Linked DNA regions of Ovis canadensis: region 1 is linked to region 2. The links are chromatin contacts, called in public Hi-C maps. All regions are on one chromosome and are shown on one strand. Each heading gives the region's core, a stretch centred on a gene start, on an enhancer-like site or on the middle of the called end of the contact. The rest is flanking DNA. Distances are from core to core; before and after follow the strand shown.

Region 1 (3,554 bases), core at 150-2,649, 210 kb after region 2:
GAAATATCCCTACTCTTATTAAGTGACACCTGTCACATACATAGGCCCCTGACCCACACCGAAGTCTGCCCCAGGGTGATTTTTTTTCTTCCCTAAGCATATGCCTCAAAGGAGTGGTGAGCAGGGCACTTACATTTGTCTCCTGACTTCCTCTCTCAACCAAAGATAACCATAATCTGTGAACTGATTAATCTATTTGTCTCCATGGAGTCAGAAAAAAAAAAAGAAAGAAAAAAGCTTCTTTCAAAGTTTTCCGGAAGGCTTCAAGATCACCAGTCCACATGCTGGCAGCCTAATCGCAGGCTTCCAACTTCCAGAACTGTAAGAAATAAGATTCTGTTGTTTATTTAAAAACAAAACAATAGTCCAAATCAGATACTCTTTTTCCAACCCATTTCATGAATGGACTATGATAAAGTGGGCTATGATAAATCCCCGGGCTATGATAAACTGAAGACAAAGACTCACCCAGGAATATGGCAGTTTGACAGGCAGACTACTTTAGCACCCTGCGAAGCGTTATTATTTCTAATAATACTTTTACATGCTGCTTCGTAAATGCGCGAGTTGTTCTGCATTATACTAGGATCCAGGTTTTGGTTCAAGCAGTGAATAAATGACAGAAAACATGTACGACTTTGCCCTCTACATTAACCGAATGCGGTAGGTGGGAAGAGTATTACCCCCATCTCGAGGCTCAGAGAAGTGTTAGGGACCTTGCTCAAAGCTTGTGAGCGGCAGGCAAAGCTGGAAGTGCATTTTCAGGCCACAAAGGAAGCACAGATTCTAACTCATCCTCTGCCACTGACAAGAGGTTTGATCTCCATGAGATAGTAATCTCATGTCCCTAGTGAATTTTCCACCTGAAACCTATGCAAACTGGGCCCGACCACCAGTTTGATCCTAGAAGTGGCCCCCCAAGCTGGGCTGAACGCACAGGGTGGGTGACCAGGTCTGTGCCCCTAAGAGTTCCGCCGGGGTGGGGAGTCCCAGACCTCTGCCTCAGAGACCCGGCCCAAAAAGGCTAGGGACGCAGTGGACTCTCTCATCTAGAGCGGGGCCAGGCCGCACCAGCGCTGCCGTCTGGAATCCCGGGACTTCCTTAGGAACTCGGCTGCGGTGGACTCGAGAAACGCCAAAGGAACTCCAAAAGTCTCCAGCCAGCGTTAAACCAGAAATGCCCTCTTCCTCGTCGGCATCTCTAGTGCTCCCATGTACCAATGGCTGGATATGTCCGCTGGGCCACTGTTACCCGGAGTTTGTGACCCCTGAAAGTGGGGCACGTAACTCAGCAGCCGCCTGACACTGCGCGTGGAAGCGGCGCTCCCGCGCCCCACGACTCTAGGCGCTGAGTTCCAGCTGCGCCTGCGCGCCGGGCCTGCGTAGTGGGCGGAGAGGCGGGTGGGTAGGGACCCGGCTAGGTGGGCGGGGCGACAGTTGGTTCCCTGAAACCCTGGCGCAGGGCGACTGTTCCAAACCACCCGGATCCCAAAGGCAGAGGCTTCCGGGTATCCTCCTTCACTAAGGGCAGCTGCGCACCCTTCGAGTCTGCAGAGTCTGTCGCTGGGGGACCAACCCATTCTTGGCGCCTTTATGGGCAGGATTTGAGGGGCGGGACCGGGAAGTGTGGAAGCATAGTGTCACTGCTCCAGGCGTGGCCCCTCTGTGACGCCATGGAAGGACGTAAATGAGATACCGCTGCAGGCTTCGCGGAGCCCTTGCGCTCCTGCCCGAGGCCTGTGTGACATCACTGTGGCAGCGGGAGGATGCCCTGACGTCACAGCGACATCGTGCTCTGGGAGGTGGGGTGGGACGCCTCTGAGCCTGTTCTCAGGATGCCGAGGCTCCAGGGGATGGGGTGGGGATGATATCACAGGTCCCATGTTCTCGGAGATGAGGTGCCATCAAGGAGCCCTGCACCATCCCACTGCCTTTCTCCATCCCCCGAGGACCCTATGCTAGTCCTGAATCCGGAGACAAGGGCAGCGGGTAAAAGGCCCTTCGTGCGCCCCAAACCCCCTAGCTACATTCCGGAAGGAGGAGGTGGAACCTGAATCCGTCCTCTACGAAGAAGCCCCTGAGGGCTGTTCTCTTCCCCAGGGCGCTCCTGATTCTCTTCCCAGAACAGCGCTAGGGGAGCTCCAGGCTGCACCAAGGGTCTGTTGTGCCTACAGAAGTCCAGCCGGGTAGTTTCCCGCACCCCTGAGCTAAAGAGGACCTGCAGGCCTAGCAGCTTTGGGAAGGGTTCCAGCCGAACTCTACCGGCCCAAGCCACGCTAGGCAAGTGAGGCCAAAGGAAGCTTACTTCATGTCTGAAAATGGAGGTGGGGGTGGCAGAGTGAGGGCAGGATGGAATCTTCCAGAGCTGTGGCGGGGAAAAAATTAGCCACCTGCAGAGTGAACAGGCAATAAAACCCACCCAGCATTTCTAACCGTCTGGTTGCTTTTCTATGATCTACAGAGTATGGTCAGGAAATTGTAGCCTGTGTGGGATCTGGTGGCCCCGGGACCAGGCTTGCCCTTCCCTTTGCAGTTGCTGTTACTGATCAATCTATGAAACCCCTGCCATGAGGCAGACTGCAGGCGAGCTGCACTGAAGTGGCTTCTGGTTCCACCAGGATGATAGAGGCATTAGGAACAGGTTGGCGGTCTCTGGGCAGCACTCTGCCCCCCTCCCACCTCATCGCCCAAAACTCTGCGCTTAGGAATTCTTTTTTGCCAAGGATGCACACTTCATACTGACTGTTTCTCCGTGGCCAGGGCCTAGGGATGGAGGGCAGGGTCAGGGATTCACGGTACCAAAGCTGGATGGGCCAGAAACAAAAATCTTCCCTGGCAGTCCCCCGCCCCCCACCTTCAAGTCTTTGTGAAGTCCTTGAGTTCCTGCAGAGGTCCTGTGTGTCTTGGGGAGGTTGGAAGTGGTGCAATGTGAGGGACAGGAGGGCAGCAGCAGCAGTCAATCCTTGAGAAAGATGAGTGAGTGAATGTTAGTAGCTCAATCCTGTCGGACTCTTAGCGACCACATGGACTGTAGCCTACCAGGCTCCTCTGACCATGGGATTCTCCAGGCAAGAACACTAAAGTGGGTTGCCATTCCCTCTTCCGTGAGAAAGATGGACCCCCCCCCCCCCCCCGCCCCCTCAAGAGACTAAAGGGACTGAATGAGGCTCTCTCAGGTCCTCAGAGGTCCTCTGGGTATTGCGTGTGTGCGCGCCCACGCCCATGCACTGTCCTCACCTTGGAACAACCACTTCAAAGGTCTGGTAAGGAAGGGACAAGGCTTCTGCCCTGGGCGCTTACACAATCTGAGGCCAGGCACCACCCATACCACAGCCGGCGCTGCCTGGGCCCGAGCCAGCCATCGAAGCCCCAAACCCACTGACTAGCCCTCGCTCCAGATGCCCAGAGGTCACAGTTCTCTGGGATATGGGCTCCAGCCTTTCCTGTTGCGAGTCCTTTTGGACCCGAGGAATTTTGGTCCTGGGATCTTGCTCTACTAGCGGATATCTCATAGGCCAGTCCAGAACAGGGAGCGCTCTGTCCCCCTCGTTTCC
Region 2 (3,810 bases), core at 1,276-3,775:
TCTCATCTGTTTTCCATGAAGTGATGGGGTTGGATGCCATGATCTTCGTTTTCTGAATGCTGAGCTTTAAGCCAACTTTTCCACTGTCCTCTTTCACTTTCATTAAGAGGCTCAGTCTAGGGGAAAATAATTTAAAAGCCATCTTCACTTCCACCCACTAAATATTAATACATTTCCCTTTCTTTGGGGGTCATAGCTGGGCCAATTTCTGCTTTGTAATCCTCTCACCAACTTCCTGGCACAAGCTGATTTTCAACTTGTCCTTTGTTTTGGCCAAACAAAGGCCAAGATCACCCTCAGCCTCAGAACCCATGCTTCTTGAGCTCCTCAAACCAGTGGAAGCCTGCTGAATTTTATTGGGCAAGAGAATGACATAGAGAAGGAGTTATTTAACTCTGTGCTATAACTCTGAGCTGCCAGGTGCATAATGAGAATATTACCTATTTTAAAAGACCTCTAGGTAATAATTATGGAGGAGGGAGACTGATGTGTATAAGATTCAGCAGATAAAGCATATCTGATATTTTAAATTTCATTTCTATGGCACTGATTCATATGTTATTTTGGGCAGGTTACAACCTCTCTCTGGGCCTCTAAGATTTCCATCTATAAAGTAAAGCTTTCTAAATATCCATCCAGGCTTGGCACACTATGGTATTCCCACCCTATTCACAATGCATAGTACATGGTAAGATGACTTTCCTGTTTCCCAGTTTCTTCCACTGTGTAGTGTCAAAGAAGAGACAAGGCATTGTACACAGATCATGGGGACTTTTTGCTAAAGAGGAGGCAACATCCAAGGCAAACAGAAATTATGACTCTTAGGATGTTTCGTATTAAAGGGGATGAGAGAACCTGACCAAAGAAGAGAGGTCACTGAGTGCATGGTCAGGAGGAAAACAACGAAGCAGTTACGAATATACCCACTCTCTACGCCAACCCTCCCACCTCCAAATCAGTCACTGAACTAAAGCAATACCTACGCAACTTTTAAAACTTGGACTTCATAAAACGATGCCCGTAACTTAAACAGATACATCATATATGTTCCACTGGGGACATTAGAAATCATTAAGATAAATCTTCTTGTTTTGTAAGGTTTTGAATAATCTTTCGGGAAAATCTCTTGTTTGCCTTGGTGAAGTACTGATGGGGCTTATTCATGGCTCAGAGATGAGTAAGAATATCTCCATCTCATCCAGTGATTTATCAGGCTGACTTGAACATTTCCAAATGAGATTTTTTTTAAGAAATTTTGCCAGGGTTTTTTTTTTTTTTTTTTTCATCTCCCTCTTGGTAGCAACTGAAGTTCTGAATTCAGTGAATATATGTTAGACACTGTTTACTTGAACTTTCTAAAACAAACTGTTCATCTTGGGTGTAACAGAAATGCTCTCTTTTTTGTATTACTGTTCCCATGCCTCTCTGCAGAGGCTCGCCAACACAAACACCTACTTACAGGGCTGTGCTCCACCACTGTTCGCTCTTTGGTGAGTCTGCCATTGGATTTCAGTCGATAAATTTGCATTTAGCGCTTAATTTGTTCAGTATGCCTTACTAATTTGGCAATATTTATTTTGGCCCAGAGAGCATAAGGCAGCTAAATTCTTTTGTTTGGTTTGGTGTGCGCTTTTTTTTTTTTTTTTCATTTTCATGAAAGGATTTGAGATATGAAAAAGTTCCAGTGTCATGGACAGGACTGGTTTCCTGTTTATGCGTCACCATAAATATGAAAGGTGCTGGGTGACATTTCTCAGCTGAGAGAGTCCATACAGCCCTGTGTGGAGAGCAAATCTTCAAGCAGGGTGGTCTTGAGGTGACTTGCTGACCTTGTATAATGTCAAGAGGAATTATTGTTAAAGTACAGTAGCCAGATACCACACACACACACACACACACACACACGCACACACACAGAACTTTAATGGTTTTTCTCACCCTTGTTACTATAGGGACAAGAATTGAATTGTAATATCTTTAGGTTCTCTAAATCAATCTTCATCTTTCAGGAAAAAAAAAGTGTCAGAAAGTGTATTCATATCTGTAGCTTTTTTGTTTGTTTGGTCTGTGTGTCCTTTCACAAGGCTCCTCCACAGAAACAAATCTTCCCACACAGCACCATTCCAGAAACTTCTTCTGTTAGATATGGGATTGCAGCTCTGTGGCCCCTTTTCTTCCCCTCAGAGGAATGCTGCAGCTAGAGGGACTCCTACACAGTCCTTGAAGAGTTCATATTAAAGAGTCTCTGAGAACACAGTAGTTACCAGACTCTGACCTTCCTAAGACCAGAGTGGTCAGGGAAGAGTGGCCCCCACGGTCTGAGTTTGACACTGTTGTTCACTGGAACATAGTGGGCAAAGAGAATGCTTCCTAGAGAGGAGGCTTTTCTCAGTCAAAGACAAGTAGCTTTAATGACTAATATCTTGTGAAAGTCTCAGAAGAATTGGGTTTATGGCGTCAGACTCCCTCCATCCATCTCAACCCTGGTCTCTTCCAATTCCCAACCCACAAGCACTCAGAAGTTGGTCTGAGATATTAACACTGTACTTTTTTGCAAAATGAATCAACTTGAGTCATGAACAGCAATGCTATCAAGGCTAATATTTCTCCTCACACAAATAAGATACTGCCCATGAAATTCTGAAACCCTTTCCAGATCACTGAACCCACTTCCTGAACACGTCATGGTTTTTGTTTTTAGTATAGCTGATACACTTGCCAAACTATTCCATCTGCTCTGAATGCCCTCTCTTGCCCTCACATAAAAACTCACACATTTGCTCCAGGAGTCAGTTTCAGTGTAACCACTTCAGTGACTCCTTTGCCAACTTCCCAAGCAGGAAGTTCTTTCCTCGATGCTTCCCTTGGTCTTTGCATTGTACTTTCATTTGCTCCTTTTGTCATGCATGCCTTGTTTTATTTATTCAAATAATATATATTTTAATGCCATCTGTACGCCAAACATCATGCAAGTCACTTTTCCCCAAATATTGCAATATTTGTCTTTGAAAATTGTCTCTCCCACAAAACTGTTAGGCTTGTGACGTCAGGAAATTTGTCATTTAGATCTTAGAATTCCAAGTTCCCAAAGCAGGTTAAGTGGTTTCCTTGCTCAGAAATTATGTTTACAATAAATAATTTAAAGCCTTGAATTTTGTATAGGTTCAACCCAAACTGATCATTGTTTTTTTGATAATCTAGCTTCTTACCATAGTAAGCCTAAGTTGTACTTTCAAGTATTAGCCGTAGATGAAGGAAGCATTGGATAGTTCATGATATATATCTGGGAAAAGATAGTGTCTCAATTTCTTTGCTTATAAACAGAGAGGAAATGCTTATACTGTTAATATAAGAAGTAAATAAAGTGTGAAATGTATTTTGCATTTTATGCCAATGTTCTTTGAGTGGTAGCCATTAGTCTTAATGATCTATATAGTCAGGAATCTTGTCAAAAATAGCATTATGAAGTTTTAGAACGACACATAGTAGAAAATGTAGGAGCATTGCCAAGGCTGAGCTGAGTGATTCAAATGCAACATGTGATATGCATCTTTGTGTCAACAAAGATAACTGTAGGGTCAGGTCAAAGAATCAAGTTGATGTCACTATCATTCAATTACTCAGATATAAAGGTTTTTGCAAACGTGACACTGAAATGCGACCAAGATACCCAAAAGGAGTTCCAGGGTATGCAGTACCTCCAGTCAACTCCATATTGCTCACATCAATAACAAGCATATGTGAAATGGCCAACTGTTTGTAGTTTTTAAGGCACTTTTTTAGGATGACTTCAAGGACTGGGCATTTTCT

The links. Hi-C and Micro-C count contacts between places; a contact is called where the count stands out from the background.
Region 1: a Hi-C map of lung shows a contact between it and region 2, with 3 times the contacts expected there. The contact joins two enhancer-like sites. A contact is called at or near these places in 2 of 2 Hi-C or Micro-C datasets (fibroblasts and lung).

What each region holds. Positions count from the first base shown.
Region 1 is chr3:27,320,487-27,324,040 of ARS-UI_OviCan_v2, forward strand. No RefSeq gene overlaps it. Among named protein-coding and RNA genes, the nearest start is that of OSR1, 160 kb to the right of the region's middle. Within about 2 kb of position 1,400, the one cell type or tissue checked has open chromatin away from gene starts, as enhancers often do. A contact at or near this core is called in fibroblasts, where this site is marked.
Region 2 is chr3:27,111,161-27,114,970 of ARS-UI_OviCan_v2, forward strand. No RefSeq gene overlaps it. Among named protein-coding and RNA genes, the nearest start is that of OSR1, 370 kb to the right of the region's middle. Within about 2 kb of position 2,526, the one cell type or tissue checked has open chromatin away from gene starts, as enhancers often do. A contact at or near this core is called in fibroblasts, where this site is marked.